Linked DNA regions of Mus musculus: region 2 is linked to region 1. Evidence: chromatin contacts called from public HiChIP or PLAC-seq data. All regions are on one chromosome and are shown on one strand. Each heading gives the region's core, a stretch centred on a gene start, on an enhancer-like site or on the middle of the called end of the contact. The rest is flanking DNA. Distances are from core to core; before and after follow the strand shown.

Region 1 (7,130 bases), core at 4,338-6,837:
TGAAAGCTCAGCAGGGGGTGAATCCATGGGAGAGCACCTGCACAGGAAACCCAGCAAATGTGTGCTTAGTTCTGCTCCTCTAGGAAAAACCTAAAAACTAAACAGATGTCCAAACATAAGCCAGTCAGCGCGTTTAGGGGAAGTTTAACATCTGTAATTTACTTAGAAAAGTGCAGAAAGAAGATCTATTGAGACAGACAGACAGACAGACAGACAGACAGACAGAGATAGGCAAGTGGACATATAATAAATAGTATAGAAAACGTCGGGAGGCACTAGGTAGCAAGCAGTCACTGTAAAAGTCTACACTTCACTGAACAGTTGGAAGACTTCTTGTTTGTTTTGTTTTTCCAGACAGGGTTTCTCGGTGTGGCTCTGGCTGTCCTAGAACTCTCTCTGTAGACCAGGCTGGCCTCAATCCACCTGCCTCTGCCTCTGCCTCTGCCTCTGCCTCTGTTGGGATTAAAGGTGTGTACCACTACCACCACCCAGGGGAAGTCTTTATACGTGCTGAGAAAAATGAAAGGTGGGGAAAAAAAGTCAATACAAAGTAGATTTGAAGGGAAGGCATGTAGTTACCACAAACATACACTGTATCTGTACTAACTATTGAGTATCTAGAAAAGGGTCCCAAGTGTCACTGAAATCAAGTCAGTATTTTAGGAAAACTGTGAGTGGTGGTGGGGAAGGTAGTTAGTCAAGAAATGTAGCACTGTTGATGCCCCAGTATAAGGGAATGCCGTGGGAGTGAGGTGGGAGTGGGTGGGAGGGTGGAGGAGCACCCCCTTAGAAACAGGAGGAGGGATGGGACAGGGGGGTTGCAGAGGGGAAACCAGGAAAGGGGATAACATTTGAAATGTAAATAAATGAAACAATAAAATATCCAATAAAAAGAGAGAGAAAGAAATGTAGCACTGAACTGCAATGGCGATCTAACTTGTATCTTTGGTGTGCTAGTAAATTCCAAAGAAAATTCCATTTATTCTTGCTGTTTGGCATAATGCCAAGTTTATGTGGCTTCTCAGAATCTTTTGAATAGTAAAATAGTGCCCTTAGGATTCATATACTGTAAACTCCACCCCCTACTCCTCACCCCCCACCCCACCCCTGCCATTTTAAATCATATTTGCTTTCATTTTCTGCAGATTTCTCCTGTAAGTTTCTGCTTCATTGGTTTCTCCTGTGAACTTTTTCCTGTGCAGCCTCTTCTGCTAGCTTAGGAATAGTTGGGGTTTTTTTTGTTGTTGTTTTTTAGTGAAGATCACCTCAATGTGACCAGGAGCTCAGACGTGGGTTATCCCAACCATGAACTCTAAAAGCCCAGTCGTGCACCTTGGGAGCTTCCTTTACCTGTATCTGACCAATAACCAGAGACTCTACATTTATACCTCAGTTCAAGGGCCTGTAAAATGGCTCAGCAGATAAAGGTGCTTGGCACATATGCCTGGTGACCGGAGTTCCAACCCCAGAGCCCATGACACAGTGACTGGAGGGAACAGACTTCTCAAAGCTGTCCTTTGACCACCACAGGTGCTCTTGGCATGGACTCACCCCTTACCCTCATCACGCACACACAATAACAACAAACACACACCCTTTGCTTCAACACTGTTTTCCATTCTTTAACATGTGAAATAAAACTCCAGCACTCCTTTTGGGCTCCAGTCTGGGGCCAAGCCCACTGTTTGGCCGAGGCACATCTACTAGCTCTACCATCATTCCCCAGGGCTGCAAACTGCTTCTTTAAACTGACAGCTTTCAAGTACTTGGTGGCTTTTTTTTCTTTTTTGATATGCCTACCTTTGATGACCTGGTCAGTTTCACAAGTGATTTGTAGTTCTGTTTATCTGCTTTGGGGGATTGTTTTTTTTTTTTGTTTGTTTGTTTGCTTTTTTATTTTATATTATTTTATTGAGACAAGGCCTTACTATGTAACCCTAGCTAGCCTGGAACTATTTGTACACAGAAGATTGGCATCCAACTTGCCAAGATCTGCCTGTACAGACTCCCTAGCGCTCAGATTAAAGACGTATGCTACCACACCCAATAGAACACTGAGATCTGGACCTCTTGGTTTGTATAGTTATGTAGCATTTTCTGGGTCAATATAATAGTGAACCTTGTTCACTGTTTACTTCAGTTCTTAAAACAGCGGTTCACAACATTTCCAATGTTGCAACTCTTCAATACAGTTGTTCATGTTGTGATGAACCCTAATCATAAAATTATTTTCATTGCTACTTCATAACTATAATTTTGCTACTGTTATTCATTGGCTTCCAGTATATTCAAACAGTGTATAACCATTACATTTTCTTCATCCTATAAAAACAAAAACCTGAGGCTCTTTGACAGTTATCCCATATCCCTCCTTTTCCCCAAGCGCCTGAAAGCCACTAAATGACTTCCTGCCTCTATAGATTAGCTAAGATTCCATGTGCAAGAGACCATACAGTATGTGGCATTTATGTCTGGCTTCTTTTATTTAGCATGTTTTCAGGGTTTGTGATACAGTTTCATTATATTGCATTCTTTTTCATGACTGAATAATAAAATTACAACATTTGACTTCTTTATTCTTTAGGAGATGAATATTGGGTTGGTTCTACCTTGGGCTCTTATGAATAACCCTCTTATGAATGTTTATATGCAAGTTTTTACCTGAATATGTTTTCTTTTTAAAATGTATGTGTCTGTGTTAGGAGCTGGCCAACATGGGTACTGGAAACTTAAGACCTCTGGAAAAGCAGCAAGTGCCTTTAACTGCTGAGCCATGTCTCTAGCCATAGGTGAATATACACTCAGTTCTACTGGGTATATACCTAGGCATGAAATGTCTGGTTCAAACAGGAACGCTGTGTTAGCTTCTGGAACAGCTGCCTGTTTTTTAAGTAGAGTGATAAATATCACACCATCCTAATCAATGCCTCTTGAGATGTTAGCCACTCCCTTTTCCAGCGTATACACACTGCATAGACTACCTGCCCAAAAGTCAATAGCAGCTATCTCTGTTACCAGGTTAACTGCTCTGGTATCTTGTTATCTTGTTATCACTGTTATCTTGCTAATCACTGGACAGGAACAGAGATGTTAGCAATCAAGCATGTCAAAGGGAAGCCATAAAGTATTTCCTTTAAGTGTCAACTCAATTTATCACATCCCAAGCACTGGGAAAACAGGACAGCAGAAAATAAATAAATAAATAATAAATAAAAAGTTAGAGCAACAAACCATATTTATATTACTTGCATCTCAATATAGTATTATAAGTACTTTTCTTTTACTCTTACTGTTAATGTCTTACAGTGCCTTGTATAGTTTAAATATTATCATAAGTATGTATATTAAAAAAAAAGTGTACTAAAGGTTGTGTTTAGCCGGGTGTGGTGGGTGGTGGCACACGTCTTTAATCCCAGCACTTGGAAGGCAGAGGCAGGCGGATTTCTGAGTTCGAGGCCAGCCTGGTCTACAAAGTGAGTTCCAGGACAGCCAGGGCTATACAGAGAAACCCGGTCTCAAAAAACAAAACAAAACGAAACAAAACAAAACAAAAGGTTGTGTTTGATGAGGTTTCAAACTTCCCTAGGGGCCTTGGACTATGTCCCTCTCAGATAAGAGGGACATTCTCTGCTAAACCAGTGGCTCAAACCAGAGCACAAGCCAGCAGCTTACAGCTTTTCATTTCAGCCCCTCAGCCACCAGTGCTTCCGATTCAGAAAATCTTATGTGAAGGAGATTCCTTGATCCCTCAGAGAGGAAATGTATTGGGATTTCTTTGCAGGGGAGGGTTGTTTTGTTTCTGAGACAAGGTCTTGTGTAGCCTTGGCTGGCTTTAAACTCAACATGTAGACAAGGCTGACATTGAACTCTTGCTCCCACATCCCAAGCACTGGGATAACAGGTATGAGTTATTCTGCCCAGGCAGGATGTGAATTCCTTGTTGTGGGTATGACAGCTTCTGTGTGTGTGTGTACAGGTGTAAATGTGTGCATGTGGAAACAGAGGTCATCCTCTTTAGGCACTGCCTGCCTTGTTTTTTGAGGTAAGATCTCCCCCTGGGAAGGAGGACCTGGGGCCAGATTCAGCCAAGCTAGCTAACCAGTGAGCAGCACAAATCCTCCTGCCTCCCCCAGCCACCACATTAGGTTAAGTGGGCGCTAGGGATCACTCAGGACCTTAGGCTTCTGCAGCAAACACTTTGCCAACTGAGCATCTCCACAGCCCCAGAATGTTGATCAATAGGTTCCCAAGGGATGGATGCTGAAGCTGCTGCTCCATCGATCACACTTTCAAATCATATACTCAAAAGCTCCCTCCTTACAAACTCTTCTGATCTCACTTTCGTTTATTCATAAGGTATTGAAACAATCAGCTTTTAGAACTAGACCTTTCTTCTGGCTTTTAACCAGATTTACACACACACACACCTGGGAGACAGACCAATAGTGGAATACACAAAATTTTAAAGATGTAGAAAGCAAGGCTAGGAAATAGTAAATGAATTATCCTTTACTAACAACTATGAATGGCTAAGAAATAATACAACTCAGTATTTCTATATTCTCCAAGGTGGTTCAAAAATAATTTGGGATGCTGTCACTTCAATATTGCCAGTGAAACTATTTTACATGGCAAAGTCCTTTTTATATACTTCTACCTTGATACAGTTCACACTCAAAATGCCTATTGTAGTTTCTCCAAAGTTACCAACCAGAGTTGAAGATAAAAAGGAAAAGTGGAATTTTAGGCTTTTGGGAAAACAGTAGTCAGATATCTTTTGTCTGTGCATCCTTAGATTCAACCAACTAGAAACTGAAAACATTTGGGAGAAATTTTTTATCTGAACTGAACATGCACAGGCTCCCCCCCCCCCCCCCCGCCCCCAGCCTCCCGAGCGTGCTTTTCATTATTCCCTGAACAATTAGGCATAACAATTAATTATAGAGCAATAAACAGTCTAAGATAACAAAAATGGGAAAATGGCTTATATACAATACAAATATACCATCGTATATATGTGAAAGAGCACCTGGGAACTTTGGTATCCAGGGAAACTGGGTGTCCTAGAATCAATTCCCAGAAGATATGTTTTTATCTTTATAAGACTGTGATTTATTCATTCTTTTCTGTACTTTTGCTTTTACTCCCGATTACTAGGTAATCAAAGCTTCACCGGATGCAAGTATTAGAAATGTTCGCTGTAACCTACTGTGAAACTCTAAAAGTTTCACTGCTGCCATGGCATCGCCAAGCCGTGTGACATTAGCCCGGGTAGCCGTGCCGGGTGGAGCGGGAAGTCCACCCCCTGAGAGGAGCACCATCCAAGTGTTGGCTACGGAAGCGCAGTCGCCAGGAGCCGGGCTTGGGCGCCGCCAGCCCGCCTGCCCTCGCGACCCCGCCGCCGCTCACGCACGGGGCAGGGAGAGGGCAGCAGGGAGGGTGGCCGCGAGGGGCCGGGCGCTTCTCCTACCTCGCGCCGAGGAGGAGCGGGCTGACCACGAGTGGGCCGAGGGAAGAAGCGACGCCTGATCCTAGGCAGGCCAGAGCGGGACGCCCAGCCGTTGCCAGGCGCGACTCCAAGGAAGCCGCTCCCACAGGCCTCCGCGCCGCGTGGGCGAGGCCGGAAGCTCGTGACCGGAAGTGCAGGGCTGCTGGGACCTGTGGTCCGCCAACAGCGGAGTGATTCTCGAGGCTGGCCCAATGTTTATGGTGGTCCAGGAGATGCTACAGGTGTAGGAGTAATCACAAGAAGGAAACCAAGGTCGAGTGAACCCCGAGGCAGCCATCCCCAAAGCTGGAGACCAGAGCAAGATGGCCCGGATGAATAGAATGTGTCCCAGAGCCACTACGCGGCTTGGGAACCTTGGAAGACTGTTTTCTGTGGAACATTGCGTAGAATTGTACGCGTCGTCCCATAAATTTGTCATATTAATCCTGTCTGGGTTCTCTCTAAATAAATTTAATCTGAAAATTAAAAAGTAAAGGTAATGTAATGCCAGCTATGATGACGCACATCTGCAATGGGAGTAGAGATGACGCTCAGGAGTACAAGACCAGCAGGGGACACCCTGTCTTAAAGACAAAATAATATTTCTTTCCGGAGCAAATGTTGGGCATGTTGACTTGAAGCCCGTTATAAAAAAACTGAAGTTTACTAACCTTTATTGTTCAGTTGTGTCAGAAAGTCATTGAATATGTAACATCCACCTTAGCCTCCCACGGATGGGGGTGGGGACAGATGTAGGGGACAAACTATTAGATTGGTCAGGTTCGGGCTACTTGGTGTGTTTTGAAGACTAAACCTCTTTATCTCTGATCCAGGTGTGTTGTATCAGCATTCAGAAGGTTACCTTGCAAGTGGGGTATATCGTACAGTAACTGACAGTATCTGGCAACTGTGTGTCAATAAGTAGTTGTTACGTTAATTAGTGAACATCATGGGGATATTTTAAGTTACTGCACTTCAATATAGAAAGAAAAAATACTGGAATCACAAGTTACTGCACTTCAAAAAAGAAAGATAAATACTAGAGTCAATCTTTTTCTTTTTCTTTTTTCTTTTTTCTTTTTTTTTTTTTGTTTGTTTGTTTGCTTGTCTTTTGAGACGGGGTTTCTCTGTGTAGCCCTGGATGTCCTGGAGCTCTCTGTACACCAGCCTAGCCTCAAACTCCTTGGTGCTGGGATTAAAGGTGTGTGCCACCATTGTCCAGCACTGAACTTTTTTTTTTTTTAAATGACTGTACATTCAGGGTACCCAGTCCTTGTCTGAGAAGAAGACATTATGTTTTTGTTAAAATAAAGGTTCATCAGGCAACATATTTTCTTATTTGTTCCCACACTAATTATCAAATAAACTGTCAACATATGTAATTAGTTACATATAAAGTGGGATGGGTAGCAGACAAGCCTGAGTCCCATGAAGTGGGTATGGAGTGAAAGAGTTCCATGTGTGAACATGAAGAACACTAAAGGAAAAACAGGTTTGAGGGAGAACACATCAGGTGTCAGATGCCTAAAGAATGTGCAAGAAGAGATACTGAGTAAGCAATTGTATATAACAATATAAAGCTCAGAGGAGAGGGCTGGGAATGTAACTTAGTGTTAGAACATTTGCTTGCCGTGTTCAAGGC
Region 2 (6,336 bases), core at 1,560-4,059, 45 kb before region 1:
ATGCACTCGGCACCCTGAAAGTCCCAGACAAGGATTGAAGATGCTACCAAATATGCCAATTTGCACTGACAGTCATGGAGGTCAGAGGATAGGTAGATAGAATGGACGAGTCTTGAACAAAATGAGGTTTATATCTATATAGGTAGAAAGAGGAGACAGGCAGCCATTCAGAGAGAAAGGGAGGCAGAATTAGTGGGTGGTCACTGAGATAAAGGACATGGAGATAAGTTTAGCTCAGACAATCAGGTAACTAATGGTCCCATCATCTCTGATGTGCAATTCATGATGGGGTGTGTAAGTACACAATAACAGGGCTAAAAGAGAGGTTATGCTTGGGGCTGAAGAATCAGAATTACATTGATAGAGCAGACTGAGCTGGCCTATAAGACAACACTGAGTCTTAGAAAAAGCATTTGGAACTGACTAGATATAAGAGACAGTAAGAGGCACAAGTGTTGAGGTGAAAACTTTCTACCCAAACTTCCAACACAGAATGGTGAGGCAAGTTTCTGTTTCCCTCAGCACAAAACCTAGTTGTTATATAATTTTATCCAGTTCTGCCACTGACTTGATGAGCACAGGACTACCCTACACTTCAAGTCCCTGTTGTGAGGGGTAGGCTGAGGTTCACACTGCAGCCCCATGCTGCCTCAGAGAAGAGGCTCTTGTGAGCTCCTCAGGTTCCATTCCTTGCTATCACGGCACTCAGAACTGTACAAGTTTATCACAAAGAGCATTCTGAGGACACAGATGGAGAATGTGATGACGGCTCAGTGGTTAAAGCACTCACTGCCGGACCATTTGAGTCGGATCTCCACACCCAACCTAAAGGAAGAACAACAGAATGGACTCCAGAAAGCTGTCCCCTGACCTCTCTATGCACACCATGACATCCACAGAAACATTCACGTATAAATAAAGAGAATGTGGTTAAAATCTGGAAGGGTCCTTAGCAAAGGAATGTATTAACTGGAGGAATCTGGGGTCTTCCACCTTAAAGTTTAGTTTAAGTATTTTGGTGTGTGTGTGTGTGTGTAAAAGACTTCAGATATCTGGAATGTAGAGAATATTCTTCCTTCTACTTAGAATACTCTCTTACCCACTTTTATCTTTACTAATTCTTTACTTCTCAATCCAGATATCAATATAAGATTTCTATGGCCCCAGTTTATAAATTAGGCATTCCTATTAAATGAGGGACTAGTACCTTATAAATAAAGTGTCACTTTATGTCAGGGTACTGATCACTTAGATTGCTTTGTTGTTGTTAATATATTTATCAACTTAATTCAACTGAAACTTACTGAATTAAAAAAACTTCAAAAAAATTTGACCTATCATTGGCCTCAATGAACAAGTATTTCCTTTTTTTGTGGCCACTGGCTTTCTAAGCATAACACTAAAATCATAAATGATAAAAAGACTGATTAATCTCATTTCTAAAACCCCTCCTGGAAAACAATTTGTAGTAATTTCTTGCTGGATTAAAATTTTTTCAGTATGAAGACACCTGACAAAATAATATAAAATGTAGAAGGTTAGAGGGAATGTAGTCATGGTTTCTAAAGTCGGATTACCAATGAAGCAGTCTGTGTATCAATTTATATTGTACAACTAAGTGAGCATACTGTTGAAAGCTTTGTCCTCTAAGACTAGAAACTAAGCAAAAATATCTACATCATCACTTCTGAGCATTGAAATAGATGCACCAGAGTGCTGGTTTGCATATGCTTGGCTCATGGGAAATGGCACTATTAGGAGGTGTGGCCTTGTTGGAGTAGATGTGACCTCGTTGGAAGAAGTGTGTCAATGTGGAGGTGGGCTTTGAGGCTCCACCGAGTGTGGAAGAGTCAGTTTCTCCTGGCTGTACTCAGATCAAGATGCCAAACTCTCAGCTTCTTCTCTAGCACCAAGTCTGCCTGGACACTGCCATGCTTCCTGCCATTATGATAATGGACTGAACCTCTGCCCCGATTAAATGTTGTCCTTTATAAGAGTTGCCTTGGTCATGGTGTCTCTTCACAGCAATGGAACTCTAATTAAGTCATCTAGTAAGGTGAAGAAGCTCAGATGGGCATGGTGGGAGAGGCAGGAGGATTGCAGTTTGAGGCCACCCTAGGATACACAGAAAACTCTGTCTCAAAAATCAACAGCAGGCAAGGGAGATGGCTCAGTGAGTAAAGTGTTTGCGCAAAACCATAGAACCCAGATAGAAGCCAGACTGACAGTGTGAGCATCTCAATCACAGCACTCCTGAGGAGACCAGAGAGGAGGAGGACACAGAGAACCCGTGGAAGCTAGAGAACCAGCCCAGCTGACATCAACAGTAGAGGGGAAAGGTGAGCCTTCTCTCTCTCTCTCTCTCTCTCTCTCTCTCTCTCTCTCTCTCTCTCTCTCTCTCACACACACACTTTTTAAAAATAATGAAAGAAAAAAAAAGCTAGTTTGTTAAGTGTGGTGATCCCCTGCAGACTTAGAAGCAGGCAGGGGAAAAATGTTCCATGAAGAGACACTGGGCCAGGACTTCTAGAGTCTGGCCCAGATCATTTCACTTTAGCCATATTTAAGCATAACCCATTTTGGGGGAAAAGAAGTTTTCTGATGATAATGAAGTCAGCCCTGTGAGTAGAACACAGCATTTACATGTCACATTACTGTCTCTGTTAAACACTACATGCTCACACTGAAGCTCTTCGCAAGGACACATGGCTTCATTTGTAAGCTGGGCTCTTGGTGACTTAGAAACAGTGCTTAGGATAAGGTCTAGGAGTAGGAGTGAGGTAAACAATGCCTGTGGGAGTCAGGACTGACCCAGCCCTGAGATAACACAGACGTCACTTAGGCTGTTGTGAAGCACACGTGACATCACTCATAAGGTCGAGGTTTATGGCCTAAAAGCAATGCTCAAGATTTGGGATTAAGATTAAGTAAAAGTAAGTTCTAGGAGATAAGGTAGAGCCTGTCTCATTAGACAGCAAAAGATCCAGGACAGCCAAAGCTAGACACAGAAAAACCCTGTTTAGAAAAACAAAAACAACAACAAAATGTTTACAACCAAAACAACATCAGATAAGACAAATGTAACAAAAGGTATATAGGTATTAGATGACTTGATGTGCTAGGTAGGGGGTGATACCCAAGGGAGCCCCCCCTTCTTAGAGGAGAAGAAGAGGTGGAAATGGGGGAGGAGCTATGGGAAGGGGGGACTGGGAAGAGACGGGGGGGGGCAGATATTGGGATATAAAGTGAACAAATAAATAAATTGATGAAAAAAAAACTCTAAAATGTGATATTAAAAGAAACTTAGGAGACATAAATAAATAGAGGCATATACCATGCTCACAGTTGGAGTGCTCACAATACAGAGATGGTGATTGTTCCTCTCCTCATCTGCTGATTTCAGTGACATTCTAAGCACTTTCCAGAATGTCAAGAAATGAGAAGAAAACTGTCTTAGTCAGGGTTTGTATTCCTGCACAAAACATCATGACTGAGAATCAAGCTGGGGAGGAAAGGATTTATTCAGCTTACACTTCCACATTGCCGTGCATCACCAAAGGAAGTCAGGACTAGAACTTAAGCAGGGAAGGAATCTGGAGGCAGGAGCTGATGTAGAAGCCATGGAGGAATGTTACATACTGGCCTGCTTCCTCTGGCTTGCTCAGCTTGCCTTCTTATAGAACTCAGGATGACCAGCCCAGGGATGGCACCACCCAGAATGGGCTAGGCCCTCCCCCCTTGATCACTAATTGAGAAAATGAAGGCATTTACAGCTGGATCTCAGAGGCATTTCCTCAAGGGAGGCTCCTTTCTCTGAGGTAACTCCAGCTTGTGTCAAGTCGACGTGCAAAACTGAAAGAAAGATGAAATTTCAAAACCTGTAAGTCATATAAAGTACTCAGAAATTGCTGGTTGTTATGTGAGCCTAGAGGCTGCCTGGGGCTGAGAGAAAAGAAAAACAAACCTGGGTATACCCTGTAGTTAAAACATTCCTGGGAACATCTTGGCCATAAGATAAAGAGGAATGTGAGGACATAACAGGGCTATCTGAACTGAGTCAACAACTCACAGAACTCTGACACCCTGCACGTACATGTAAGTTTTCTGCTGATGTTTGAATAAGCCAATAGTGTGTCGCTATGCTGAATTCCACACCCCTAAGCCCCTTACCCCATAAAAACCCCTAGCTTTTGAGCCTCGTGGCCGACATCTGTTATCTCCTGTGTGGGATGCATGTCGGTCCAGAGCTCCGTCATTAAATGACCTCATGTAATTACATCAAGATGGTCCTTCGTGATTTTTTGGGTGCACGCCGAATCGGGAATTGAGTGGGGGGGGGGGTTCCCCACTAAGTTCTATCAAAACCAGCCAGTACAAAAACCTAAAGACTGGGAAAAGATAGTTGTGAAGCACTTATTCATTGAAGTACTAAAACAAAAAAATATGTGAAGGACTCCTGAAACCAAACAAGAACAAAGGAAAACTATAAAATTGGGCCGAGCAGGACTGTGTACTCCTGAAATCCCAGGATGCAGGCAGAGGCAGAAGGACTGAAGTTCTAGAGAAGTCTGGGATAGAGGGGGAGTTCAAGACCAACCTGAATCACACGGACGGGGACTAAAAAAAGGAAAAAGAAAAAAAAATCCAAGGGCTGAGCTTGGCAGAATCTTGACTCACCTGCGTAAGGTACTAGGCTCCCTCCCCAGCACCAGCCAACAAATAAATATAAAATTGAAATTTCGCAAAGACTGCTAATATAAAATAATCACTTGGCAAATAAAAATGCCCTTAGAAAAGATGCTTGATTTCACTAGTAAATCACAAACTATAACAACGCCCGTGAGATGCTTTTCTACATCAATTAGAAAAGACAAACCTAAAGACAATGAGTTCTGGCAAGTATGCAGAGCAACAGGAACTCTCCCTCGCCACTGGAAGGAATGCCGAACAGTACTGTTTGGATTCAGACCTCAGGACAAGGGTCCAGGGGCCAAGCTACATACTTACACACCAAAGCAGCCCTGGCCTCCAGGCTCTCCCAGGATCCCTCAGTCCCTACCTAGCATACCTTGCCCTCAACCATGAACTTTCCAACCCATGGGCTGGGCTACCTTCCCCAGACACTCTGGTCTTCCTTCTCTCTCTCTCTCTCTCTCTCTCTCTCTCTCTCTCTCTCTCTCCCTCCCTCCCTCCCTCCCTCCCTCCCTCCCTCCCTCCCTCCCTCTCTTTCTCTGTGGGCACATTCTTTTTTAATTTCTCTTCACCTTTTCACTTCTCTCTCTCCCCATGGTGACTTTCCTGGCATCCTTTCTTGGGGGCCAGTGAACTTATCTAAGAGCAGCTTCAAAAAAAAAAACCAAAAAACAAAAAAAACCCAAAAAACAAAAAAATCTGTGTTTAATATAATTGAATGGCTTTTATTTGTGGAGAAATAACTTATCAGGTACAGCCACTCTGGAACATAGTGAGCAGTTTCTTACAAAATGTCCTTACTATATGACCTTGCTGTTGTATTCTTTGGTATTTACTCAAAAGTTTAAAACTTATGTTCAGATAGAAACCTATACAAGGATGTTTTTTAACAGTGTTATTCACAATTGCCAAAACTTAGAAGCAACCAAGATGTCTCTGAATGGTCAATGAGTAGACACTTGTAAAATGAAACACTACTATGAATTAAAAAGTAGTGAGCTATCAAACCACAGAACACATGGAGGAAACTCACAGGCATTTCACTAAATGTCAGATCTGATGTGAGAGCTGCACAGATTCTAGCACTATGACAGGCAGGAAAAGATAAAGCTGTGGAAGCAATAGATAGATCTATGGCAGCTAAGGCAGTGAGCTGATGGAGGAATGACCAGAGGAGTTTTATGGCAAAGGTAATATTCTGTATGATACTATACTGATAGATACATAAAATACACACATGTTTCACAACACAAAGAGAGAATCCTAAACCACAGGCTCGGGTAATAATGGTGCATCTGTATGTGCTTATCAGAGGTGATAAATGTACTTACTACATAGTCTAGACAGTGAGGGAGTCTGCCTGGTAGGTGACGAGGGAAATGTGGGAATACTCTGTACATTCTGTTCAATTTTGTCACTCCATAAAATCTAAGTCTATTAATTTCTTAAATTAATAGTATTTTATAGATTTAAGTTTAAATCCCAGTGATTGGGGGAGAGGGAAACAGAAACAGAAACATAAATTGAAACACTGATTCTAAAGGTCCAAGAACAGTCAAAGCAACCCTGAAGAACAAAGGAGAGGGTTTATTCTTGTAATTCTGTCTCATACCACAAATGGGTAGCTTAAAAAACAACACATTT

Evidence for each region. HiChIP or PLAC-seq counts read pairs in DNA pulled down with a chosen protein or histone mark.
Region 2: an H3K27ac HiChIP or PLAC-seq map of extraembryonic endoderm stem cells shows a contact between it and region 1. The contact joins the enhancer-like site here to the promoter of Ift88 in region 1. A contact is called at or near these places in 3 of 39 promoter capture datasets (the HPC-7 cell line, macrophages and stem cell-derived epiblast-like cells), 1 of 484 Hi-C or Micro-C datasets (pachytene spermatocytes), 4 of 115 datasets of contacts at active chromatin or transcription factors (the SCID.adh cell line, embryonic stem cells and extraembryonic endoderm stem cells) and 3 of 9 other capture datasets (adipose tissue, liver and pancreatic islet).

The regions. Positions count from the first base shown.
Region 1 is chr14:57,422,528-57,429,657 of GRCm38.p6, reverse strand. Ift88 (intraflagellar transport 88) reads right to left here and starts at 5,587. Exons shown (of 26, transcript NM_009376.2): 1 at 5,471-5,587.
Region 2 is chr14:57,465,129-57,471,464 of GRCm38.p6, reverse strand. The region is part of intron 14 of Ift88 (intraflagellar transport 88); the gene reads right to left. Among named protein-coding and RNA genes, the nearest start is that of Ift88, 44 kb to the right of the region's middle. Within about 2 kb of position 2,809, at least 13 of the 459 cell types and tissues checked have an H3K27ac peak or open chromatin away from gene starts, as enhancers often do. A contact at or near this core is called in extraembryonic endoderm stem cells, where this site is marked.